2 separate regions of the Zea mays genome follow, and region 2 is linked to region 1. A link is a contact called in public Hi-C data. All regions are on one chromosome and are shown on one strand. Each heading gives the region's core, a stretch centred on a gene start, on an enhancer-like site or on the middle of the called end of the contact. The rest is flanking DNA. Distances are from core to core; before and after follow the strand shown.

Region 1 (5,241 bases), core at 230-2,729:
GGTAATGCATGAATTGCTTATTGTTCAGTGGAATTATGTTTGAGTCTAAGACGGTGTCACCACAATAGTTCAAATTTAATGACAAGTTTCGAATCACACGGTAGTCTTATATAACACAAGTTAGTTTTTAAAAGGTACAAGATAGTCTAATACAATACAAGATAATCCAACACATGTGATATATAGTCTACTAAGAAGCTATAGAGTATTGAAGTTTGAAAGTCATCCAGAGATGTGTGAATACGCGAAACCTGGAATTTTTCACTTACTAACAAAAACCTGATTCCAAATTAGTCGGTTAGAGCAAGAGGTAAGATAATCGGAGTTAGAGTGATGAGTTTTTGTAAAGTCTTGCTCAATGTATGTGTGGAATAAACTTGTGAGCAACTCAAGAGTCAAGATAATTAGAATGAAAATAAATGGAAGATAACATAGAGAGGAGGGAAAACAAAGAAACAAACACAAGGGTCGTCACAATTTATTTACCGAAACTTAGTTTCCAAACGAAGCATATGTCTTTGCTGAAACATCTCGTAGACTATTTCAACCTGATTCTTAAGATCAAACTTAAGTTCTCTCACTTTTCTCTATCGATAAAGTTATTTTTTAACAGACTTTGCACAGGAACATCTATATTTTTACCTTACTAGAGATGGCAATGGGTACCCGCTACCCGAAACCCGTTGGGTTTTTGCTCTATTAGGGTATGGATTTGGGTCAATTTTTTACCCATGGGTTTGTTAATGGGTTCAAATGGAAACCCAACGGGTACATGGATATGGGTTTGTTCTTCCACTACCCATACCCGCAAACCCATGGGTTTTTAAAACCCGCCTTAAAATCATTATTCCTTATAAATATGTATCATAATATTATTAATTGAATATGTTCTAATTGAAATAAAATTTATGTAACAAATTTTAGGCTAAAATTAGTTATCACTTGTTCCTTTTATGCTAGCTTATTAATGTATTGATTGTCATTTACATGATGAATTATTTTTTATGTTGATGTTAGTGGGTATGAGAAACCTGTTGGGTACCCGAAACCCGCATGAGTATGGATTTGGGCAAAATTTTATACCTGTCATGGGTATGAATTTTTTAGCGGGCGTATTTTTCTTCGCGGGTATGAGTTTGGCCAATTAATATCCAGTGGGTTTTTACTTATTGCCATCTCTACACCTTACGCAGGCTAGTAACTCCACAGCTGACATGTAGGTACAACCCTACAGCAAATCAGCAAGTGTATGTCCTTCAAAGAAAAACCAACGTGTCCTTTCCCTTTCAGCCTATCGCCCACTCTGATTCTAGTGGGACTCATTGTTCAGTGTAACAGATGCGCCTACGTGCCATCCTCCACATCAGACAACTGCCTCCCGACCGTCCTGGTCCCACCAGTCAGTATGTTTATGCTCCAAAATCCAAATGGATATGGATATCCACTAGACTCCCCGACAGAACCTGGCTTGCCGTCGCCTCCGCTCGGTCTCGGTCTCGCTCTCGCTGCACTCGTCTTCCCCGCCCGTCCCCTGATCTCAGATCCAGACCAAACGAATTCCACACTAAACCCCCCCTGCCCCAGACGTCGCGCGCATGAAATGAAACCCTAGTGAGTAGTGACCCTGTCCGGATCACTGCGTGGCGCCGCCATGGCACCCTCCGCTCTGGCCTCCCTCCCGGCGCCGCTCCGGTCACTGCGGCTCAAGACGAAGCAGCAGGAGCTACTGCTCCGCGTCTCGGCGCTGGCGCTCATCTACGTTCTCGCCTTCGCCGTCCGCCTCTTCTCCGTCCTCCGCTACGAGTCTATGATCCACGAGTTCGACCCCTACTTCAATTACCGCACCACGCTCTTCCTCACCGAGAACGGCTTTAGCGAGTTCTGGAACTGGTTCGATTCCGAGAGCTGGTACCCGCTCGGGCGCGTCGTCGGGGGGACTCTCTTCCCGGGTCTCATGGTGACCGCCGCGCTGCTCCACCGCCTCCTCCGCGCGCTCTCCCTCGCTGTCCACATCCGCGAGGTCTGCGTCCTCACCGCGCCTTTCTTCGCCGCCAACACCACTCTCGTCGCCTACGCCTTTGGCCGCGAGATCTGGGACTCCGGGGCGGGGCTCGTCGCCGCCGCGCTCATCGCCACCGTCCCTGGCTACATCTCCCGCTCCGTCGCGGGGTCCTACGATAACGAGGGCGTCGCCATCTTCGCGCTGCTGCTCACCTTCTACTTCTTCGTGCGCGCCGTCAACACCGGGTCGCTCGCCTGGGCGCTTGCCTCGGCGTTCGGCTACTTCTACATGGTGTCGGCATGGGGAGGCTACGTGTTCATCATCAATCTCGTCCCGCTCTATGTGCTTGTGCTGCTTGTTACCGGGAGGTACTCACAAAGGCTCTACGTGGCCTACAATTGCATGTATGTGCTTGGGATGTTGCTTGCGATGCAGATCCGTTTTGTTGGATTCCAACATGTGCAGTCCGGAGAGCACATGGCTGCTATGGGAGTCTTCTTCCTTTTGCAGGTAATTTTCATTTGCATTCTTATGGCATGGGTTGATCCAATTTGGAGACCGAGACCAAATGAACACCACCACTTTGAATATCATATAACTGATTTAGTAGATAGATAGTCTGGAGTTGTTTGATGGCTGACACAGGCCATGTTTGAATGCACTAGAGCTAATAGTTAACTGCTAAAATTAGCTGAAGACATCCTAACAGACTAGCTAATAGTTCAGCTATTAGATACTTTTAGCAAATTAGCTAACGGTTAGCTAGCTATTTGTTAGCTAGCTAATTCCACTAGCTATATTTTAGCCAACTAAATATTAGCTCTAGTGCATTCAAACACCCCCATATTAGAACCCATGTCATATCTTCCGTTACCTGTGCCACGTTTGAAGTGTGCCGTGTGCCCAATAAATCTTGCGAAGTGGACACTCGCAATCTAGTGATACACTTACACATGTGCTAGTGTCCATGTAAGTATGTTTCACTGATTAGAATAGTAAAATTTGACTTAAATGTCTGAGGTCAAATTAAATGCCACATTAGTTGCTTAAGTCTGAGCTGGCTGCAGCATGCATCAGAAAACACTGATTTGGGAAAATGCATACTGATACCAAAATTCCTTATAACATTAAGAGATACTGCTGCATTTACGCACACTTCAGATATTGCTGTTTATCTTTGCTTCATTTACCATGTATAACTCTTGATTCCGTATCTGGTTTGTAAAGGTAAAATGGATAATACATGACTCCTTTTTTGAAAAGCTCTTATGATGCCATCCATCCCAGTAGTGTTCTGATGCTTATTGCCTATCTCTATTCAACACTAGCAGAAGTGTAGTGCCATCCTGAACTGTTGATACTAAGGTCTTCCTGTACCTTCTTTGGACAAGCGTGCATACACGAGAGCTAAAAGAAACCTTTTTCTTTTATCAGGTTTTCTTCTTCTTGGACTGGGTAAAATACCTGCTAAACGATGCCAGACTGTTTAAGTCATTCCTTCGAATTACCCTTACATGTGTGATTACTGTTGGCACCCTGGCTCTTGGTATTGGCACTGCATCTGGTTACATCTCTCCTTGGACAGGACGATTTTACTCCCTGCTAGATCCTACCTATGCAAAGGACCATATACCAATCATCGCATCTGTTTCTGAGCATCAACCAACAGCATGGTCATCTTTCATGTTTGACTTCCACATCCTCCTTTTTCTGTTCCCAGCTGGCCTTTATTTCTGTTTCAAGCGCCTGTCAGATGCCACAATATTTATTGTTATGTATGGCCTCACAAGTATGTACTTTGCTGGTGTGATGGTCCGGTTAATTCTTGTGGCAGCACCAGCCGTTTGCCTTATTAGTGCTATTGCTGCATCTGCTACAATAAAAAACCTAACCACTTTGATCAGGACAAAGAGCAGAAGTCCACAGACTACTTCTGGGAAAACAACTGGCTCAAAGTCAGCTGCTAAGGTATATTTCTCTTTTATCCAATTTTCTTTCTCTTGGAGCTAATTTTTACGAATTATTTATATATTTTGTCCTATTTTTTTCTCTGAGCTAATTTTACGATATAGTGCAGCAGCAAAGCTAGAATAAGCCTATTTAAGGTTGAAATATAATGAAGCCTTGCAAATCTTAGTCAAGTGATTGCTCTACAATTTTCATTAGACATTTACCTCCTAGAAAAAAGTGGAAAACTCCAATATATAATTTCATTTACTGATGAAACTTATGGATCTAAAAGGGTCACTTGTTTCTCAGGTTTTCTCCAGAACCCTCCTTAGAAAGACTGTACTTTTGTTGTTGCTTTAAGGGGGGTTGTACTTTATTTAGGATTGCAAAGTTGAATGAGTAATTTCCAGGGAAAAAAATGTTTAGCACTTGTTTGGATGTAGTTTCACAGAACTGTGGTACTCTGAAACTATGGCTTGACAAATAATACCGTGTTTAGAAAAAAAGATGTCATGAATGGAGTTTCTATAACTCCAAGAAGACTACAGTATTTACCCAATGGTCAAAAAATACTTTGCGTCCAAATGGGGTCTTAGTTGTTACTTCTATTACTGTTGCCACAACCAAAATTTGTTTTTTATGTATTTTACTGAAGAAACGTATTTATGTTAGAAATATATTAGCTTTAACTTCATATAACTGATATAGGCTCTTATGTAAACAGGGTGTAGTTGATCAATCTTTACCATTCCAACACAATGCTGCTATTGGTCTTCTTCTGGGTGCCTTTTACTTGCTCAGTAGGTATGCCATACACTGCACTTGGGTGACATCTGAGGCTTACTCTTCTCCATCTATAGTTTTGGCCGCAAGGGGTCATAATGGTGGAAGAGTTATCTTTGATGATTATCGTGAGGCATACTATTGGCTTCGTCAGAACACTCCTCCTGATGCTAAGATTATGTCTTGGTGGGACTATGGATACCAAATTACAGCTATGGGTAACAGAACTGTCATTGTTGATAATAATACATGGAATAACACACACATAGCTACTGTTGGACGTGCTATGTCATCTTATGAAGATGAAGCATATGAGATCATGCAGTCACTTGATGTGAACTATGTGCTTGTTGTATTTGGAGGTGTTACTGGATATTCTTCAGATGATATCAACAAGTAAGATCATCTACTTAATCATCATGCAGTTTTCAATGCCTTTTATTTAATGTGTTAGATAAAACAGAAAATATTTTATCTTGCTATTTGTTGTGGGAGCCTCTGGCACT
Region 2 (5,267 bases), core at 72-2,571, 430 kb before region 1:
AGGAATGAAATTTTGAGAGGTTAAACTAGGTATGAAGCATGGTTATGCATAGACATGTTTCTTCTTCCTATTGTAACTTAAAGATATGCAATATATGTATAAGAGAAAAATCTAGGCACATGTGTAAATGATAGGAAGTAGTTTACCCTTTTGTACCTTCACATAGAGACACTCTATTCATTGTACTTTGTCCTTAGCCTTAGTTACTTAAGTCCTATGCTCAAGACAAAGTATAGAATTATTTTGCATAACAGATAATTCTACAACTAGTGATCATTTTCTCTAAACAAATCATTATTATCACATATCAAGTAGATCACAAATTGCATAAATTTATCCTAAACTCTCCTTTTAACTTAGTGTATATACATGAGAGACATCAATTGATAGTACATGAAGCACTAAGCAACATAAGTATCAATTGAAGCTATTCAATGATCAAAAGTATAATAGATGTGATCAAATCATATGCACTATGTTATCAAATAAACTTGTAACAGGAGAATCTAGTGATTATGCTCCTTGAGGAATTCTTATAAAAAATATTCTAATTAAAAATCTTCGAATTTTTTACTATATTCTAAAAATGAGATTTAAGGTGCTACATGCTATACGAGAAACCAAACGCCTTGTTAGCTAACCAACCACCCCTTCCAAAGAAACGGGGAAGGCTCCAATCTCAAGGCAACAAAAGAGACTGGAGTTATTGATGTTACATTTTTCATCCACATCTTTTTTCGGAACACATTCGTGTTCAATGTACCTAGAGATCAAAGAAGCCAACAAATATGCTTAGTCTGTTTGTTTAGTTTCAATATGTACCGGTTTATATGCTTCTAGTGACGTGGCGGCCCCGTCGCTGAATCGCTGGGGCTACAAGTGCCAATAGTGAGGAATATACCATTATCCGAGGAGCAGAAATTCAAACACTTTTTTCTGCGGAATAAAACCCAGTCGAGAGAGATTATTCAGGTCAGGTCGCACGCACACGCACGGCACCGGGACCGGGCACGGGGCAGCCTCACCACCGCTCACATGGCTCCGCTCGGCTTGTTTTCGGGCGGGCTTTGCCTGCTCCACCGCCGCAGCTGCCGAGAAGACACGCAAAACAAAACCCCAAGACCACAAGGAAACACGAGCGCTAGTGGCAGGTGGCAGCGAGTGAGAAGGTGAGCTCGCCTCCCTCGCGCCTCCCATTCCCCCCTCGCGCAGTCCTATCGTAGGAATGGGATGAGGCCGGGGCCCCTCCCTCCTTCCTCCTCGGCGCTTCTCCCGTGACAAGCCTCCATTCTCCAGTCCGTGAGCACTCCACTCCCTGTCTCCGCTTTTGTTTCTCTCGTCCCAACCTCCCCTTTTCTGCGGGTTTGATCCGCACGGTACAGGATAGGGGAGGATGGATTTGTCCAGGTTCGCCTCCGGCGTCGGGCCCAGCCGCGTGGCCCCGCGGGCGGGCCTGCAGATCGGCGCCGCCGAGAATGGCTTCCGGGCCTGCTCCCTGCGGCGAGCACGGCACCGCGGCGGCGGGAACGGGAACCTCACGGCCGCCGCGTCCACCCTCCGCGGCCGCGGCGGGCTCTTCTACCTGGCTCCCACGCGCCGGAGTCATCCCAGTCTCCGGCTCTTCTACCTGCTTCCCACGCGCGGGAGTCATCTCAGTCTCCGCGCCAGATGGCGGCCGCGCTGCCAGGGCAACGACTCATTGGCCTACGTCGACGGCCCCTTGGAGACCGCTAAGGGCTCCGGCGAGGTCGACGACAACGTGCCCACCAGCTCGGGGTCCGACGACGACAGGGGCCTCGCCGACGTCGACGGCCTCAGGGAGATGCTGCAGAGGTCCAGGAACGAGCTGGAGGTGGCCAGGGTCAACAGCACCATGTTCGAGGAGAAGGCGCAGCGGATATCCGAGTCGGCCATCGCGTTCAAGGACCGCGCCGACGGCGCCCAGAGGGATGTGTGCGCGGCCGTAGCCACCGTGCAGGAGATCATCAGCAAGGAGGCGGACGCCAAGGAGGCCGTCCAGAAGGCTACCATGGCGCTGTCCATGGCCGAGGCGAGGCTGCAGCTGGCCGCGGAGGCGCTGGAGGCCAACCGGGGCTCGGTAGGCCCGACGGAGGTTAGCATCGAAGGCATGGAGCAGGAGGCCCTCCTGTCTGCACAGGAAGAGATTAAGGATTGTCGGGCAGCCCTGTCGCGGTGCGCGGAGGAGCTGAGTCGTGTCCAGGACAAGAAAATGGAGCTGCAGAAGGAGGTTGATAGGCTGACGGATCTCGCTGGGAAGGCCCAGATGGATGCGTCCAACGCCGAAGAAGATGTTGCCAATATAATGGTGCTGGCTGAGCAGGCGGTGGCTCTTGAGATGGAAGCCTCACAGCGTGTCAACGATGCGGAAATGGTGCTGCTGAAAGCGGAGAAGGCCATAGCCTCGATTGATACCGTGGTGGAGCTACCGTCACCTGCTGAAGAGCAGAGAAGCACTGAAGAAGACAGCGTTTCTGAAGGGTACGAGTATAGCAGCGATGTCACTGATGATGTTTATGTAAGGGATGAGGTGTCAAGTATCGAGCGCCTAATGGTCGGTGACTTGACTGTTCAGGGCTTTGAGCAGCTTGAACCATCCCGTGAAATATATGATGAAGAAAGCAGTAATAAGATGTCTGTTGAGCCTCAGAAAGAAGCTGAGTCTGATTCAGATAAGTCGAAACAAGGGAAGAAGCAAGAAATGGAACGAAAGGAGCACACCAAGGAACCACTGAGTGCTCCAAAAGCACTGGTGAAGAGATCATCCCGTTTCTTCTCGGCATCTTTCTTCTCCTCCAAAGTTGATGGAGAGTTTACACCTACATCTGTCTTCCGAGGGTTAATGAAATCAGTGCAAAAACAAGCTCCGAAGCTTGTTGTTGGGATATTGCTTCTCGGTGCAGGGTGAGTCACATGACAAGTGCTGTGTGTGTTTTTTGGTTTTGCATTTTGCAGTAAGGATTTGATTTCAGATAACCGCACTCCACCAATTTACCTTGTTGGTTGTTATTTCTGTACAGATAAGTATACTGTATTCTGTATAGTCACCTCTTCTTTGCACTGAAAATCAGAAATTGGATGGAAGTGTTTTCCTTATTATAACTTGTGGGCATCACTTTCATTCATGTCAGTTAGCTGATACCTTAAAGTTTTTTTATGGGTCCTGTAGGGCATTCTTCTTAAATAGGGCTGAGAAGAGTCAACTATTTCAGCAGCAAGGCATTGCCACAAGTATTGGAAAGGTAACCTCCACAACAAAGCCCATAGTTCTTGAGATACGGCGAATTCCACAGAGAGTAAAGAAGCTAATAGAGCTCTTACCTCATCAAGAGGTACAATTTCCTCATTTGAACTACTAATTTCTGATTTCATTTTGTGTTCGTCTATGATATTCAACTGTTATGATGGAACATAGCTCACATGTAAGTTCCTTATGCTCTTCATTCCCTATTCAGGTAAATGAGGAAGAAGCTTCACTTTTCGACATACTATACTTGCTTCTGGCCAGTGTTATTTTTGTACCATTATTTCAGAAAATCCCTGGAGGTGAGATATATATTCTAATATTATTTGTGCACGGAATGGTTCAGCAGAATCAGTAGTTTTTTGCATTATTTCGGTTACCCAAGGAAGTTTGCAATTGAACGAAACGACTCCCCTTCTGGTCTCATAAACATTTACTGTTTTATTCACAACTGGGCACCATGCTTTTCCTGAGTTGAAATGCCTGAACTTCTGAAGTTAGGAGTTAGGATGCATACAAAAGTTGAGAAACATTTGTGATTAAGACCATCAGTTTTCATGGAAGTTCTGTGACCTTCTGCAAATAAGTTTTACCTTGATACCTTAGGCAGTCCTGTTCTTGGATATCTTGCTGCTGGTGTCCTCATTGGTCCATATGGGCTGTCCATCATCCGTAATGTGCATGAGACAAAGGCAATTGCGGAATTTGGAGTTGTGTTCTTACTATTTAACATTGGACTTGAGGTACACAGCTAAGTGCCTTTGGATACTGTTTCTTCTTTCAGCAAATACTGGCTTAATATCCTGCACCTGCAGCTTTCTGTGGAAAGACTAAGCTCGATGAAGAAGTATGTCTTTGGCTTGGGATCTGCTCAGGTTCTGTTCATGCTAGTGCAGCCATCAAACAGCTATCATTACTCAATTACTCCCTGGTAAATTTGAACAATTGGCAGGTGCTGGCTACTACTGCTGCTGTTGGTGTGATAGCTCATTGTTTTGCCGCACTACCAGGACCAGCAGCAATTGTTGTTGGGAGTGGCTTGGCTCTGTCATCCACAGCTGTTGTCTTGCAAGTACTTCCTTGAAACCACACTTGTTTATCAAACTCTTGTTTCTTTGTTACCGATCGAACATACGAGCAGAAACATATCTAATATGAGTTGCCATTTAGTATTTAATAAGCTACTAGTGAAATTTGTTTTCTTGTCACACTTCAAAATGCCATGTTTAGGCACAAAGTAGGTTTCATTTAGGAAGTACAAAATTCTACTTCCTCCGGTCAAAGACACTTTGACATTTTGGGCAAAAGGCAAGGTCTCTGTTCTGTCACTTTGATCACTATTTACTATTTGTAATTGAATCAAATTGATATATTATGAAAGTGGTTCCAACCCATGGTTTTTATGTTTCCAATTCAAACGTTTGACTGGAACCATGCCTTATTCATCATGTTCTCATGACTGGGGATTATATGTTTATCTGTATTTTCCAAGTTTTGTGATGATCATTTGTTGTTTGGCCTTTAAGCATTTAGTGTTCTGCTTTTCTAGGTATTGCAAGAGCGTGGTGAAAGTACGTCACGTCATGGACGTGCTACATTTTCTGTGTTATTGTTCCAGGTATAACCTCACTGTGCTCAGATATGTTCCCTGTTTTTGAAATAACACAGCTTATGCTTCAGCTTTTTATCTGTTCGTTTCTTGCTAATGTATTTCATCACATCACTTCTGTTCACAACGCCTAGATCACATGTCACAATTGCATATCTTTATGCATCTTTTGTTGTTTACATCTGTGATGCATATGTGCTAGTATGGACTTGCATGACATACTCATTCTGAAGCACCGAGAGCATTCGACCCTTTAGTAATGTTAATCTAGCTTGCCTTTTTAATATATATTTTCTTGTGTTGCCCCCAGGATTTGGCTGTGGTGGTTCTGTTGATATTAATACCTCTCATATCACCTAATTCTTCAAAAGGAGGGGTAACCATTTTGTCTTTATG

The links. Hi-C and Micro-C count contacts between places; a contact is called where the count stands out from the background.
Region 2: a contact with region 1 is called in a Hi-C map of leaf, with 2.5 times the contacts expected there. The contact joins the promoter of LOC100217150 here to the promoter of LOC100192699 in region 1. A contact is called at or near these places in 2 of 25 Hi-C or Micro-C datasets (ear and leaf).

The regions. Positions count from the first base shown.
Region 1 is chr10:150,359,083-150,364,323 of Zm-B73-REFERENCE-NAM-5.0, reverse strand. LOC100192699 (oligosaccharyl transferase STT3 subunit) reads left to right here and starts at 1,479. Exons shown (of 6, transcript NM_001137902.2): 1 at 1,479-2,512; 2 at 3,437-3,970; 3 at 4,677-5,131. The coding sequence starts at 1,652.
Region 2 is chr10:150,789,128-150,794,394 of Zm-B73-REFERENCE-NAM-5.0, reverse strand. LOC100217150 reads left to right here and starts at 1,321. Exons shown (of 20, transcript NM_001357053.1): 1 at 1,321-2,922; 2 at 3,188-3,350; 3 at 3,474-3,564; 4 at 3,869-4,005; 5 at 4,078-4,137; 6 at 4,215-4,334; 7 at 4,812-4,880; 8 at 5,182-5,247. The coding sequence starts at 1,394.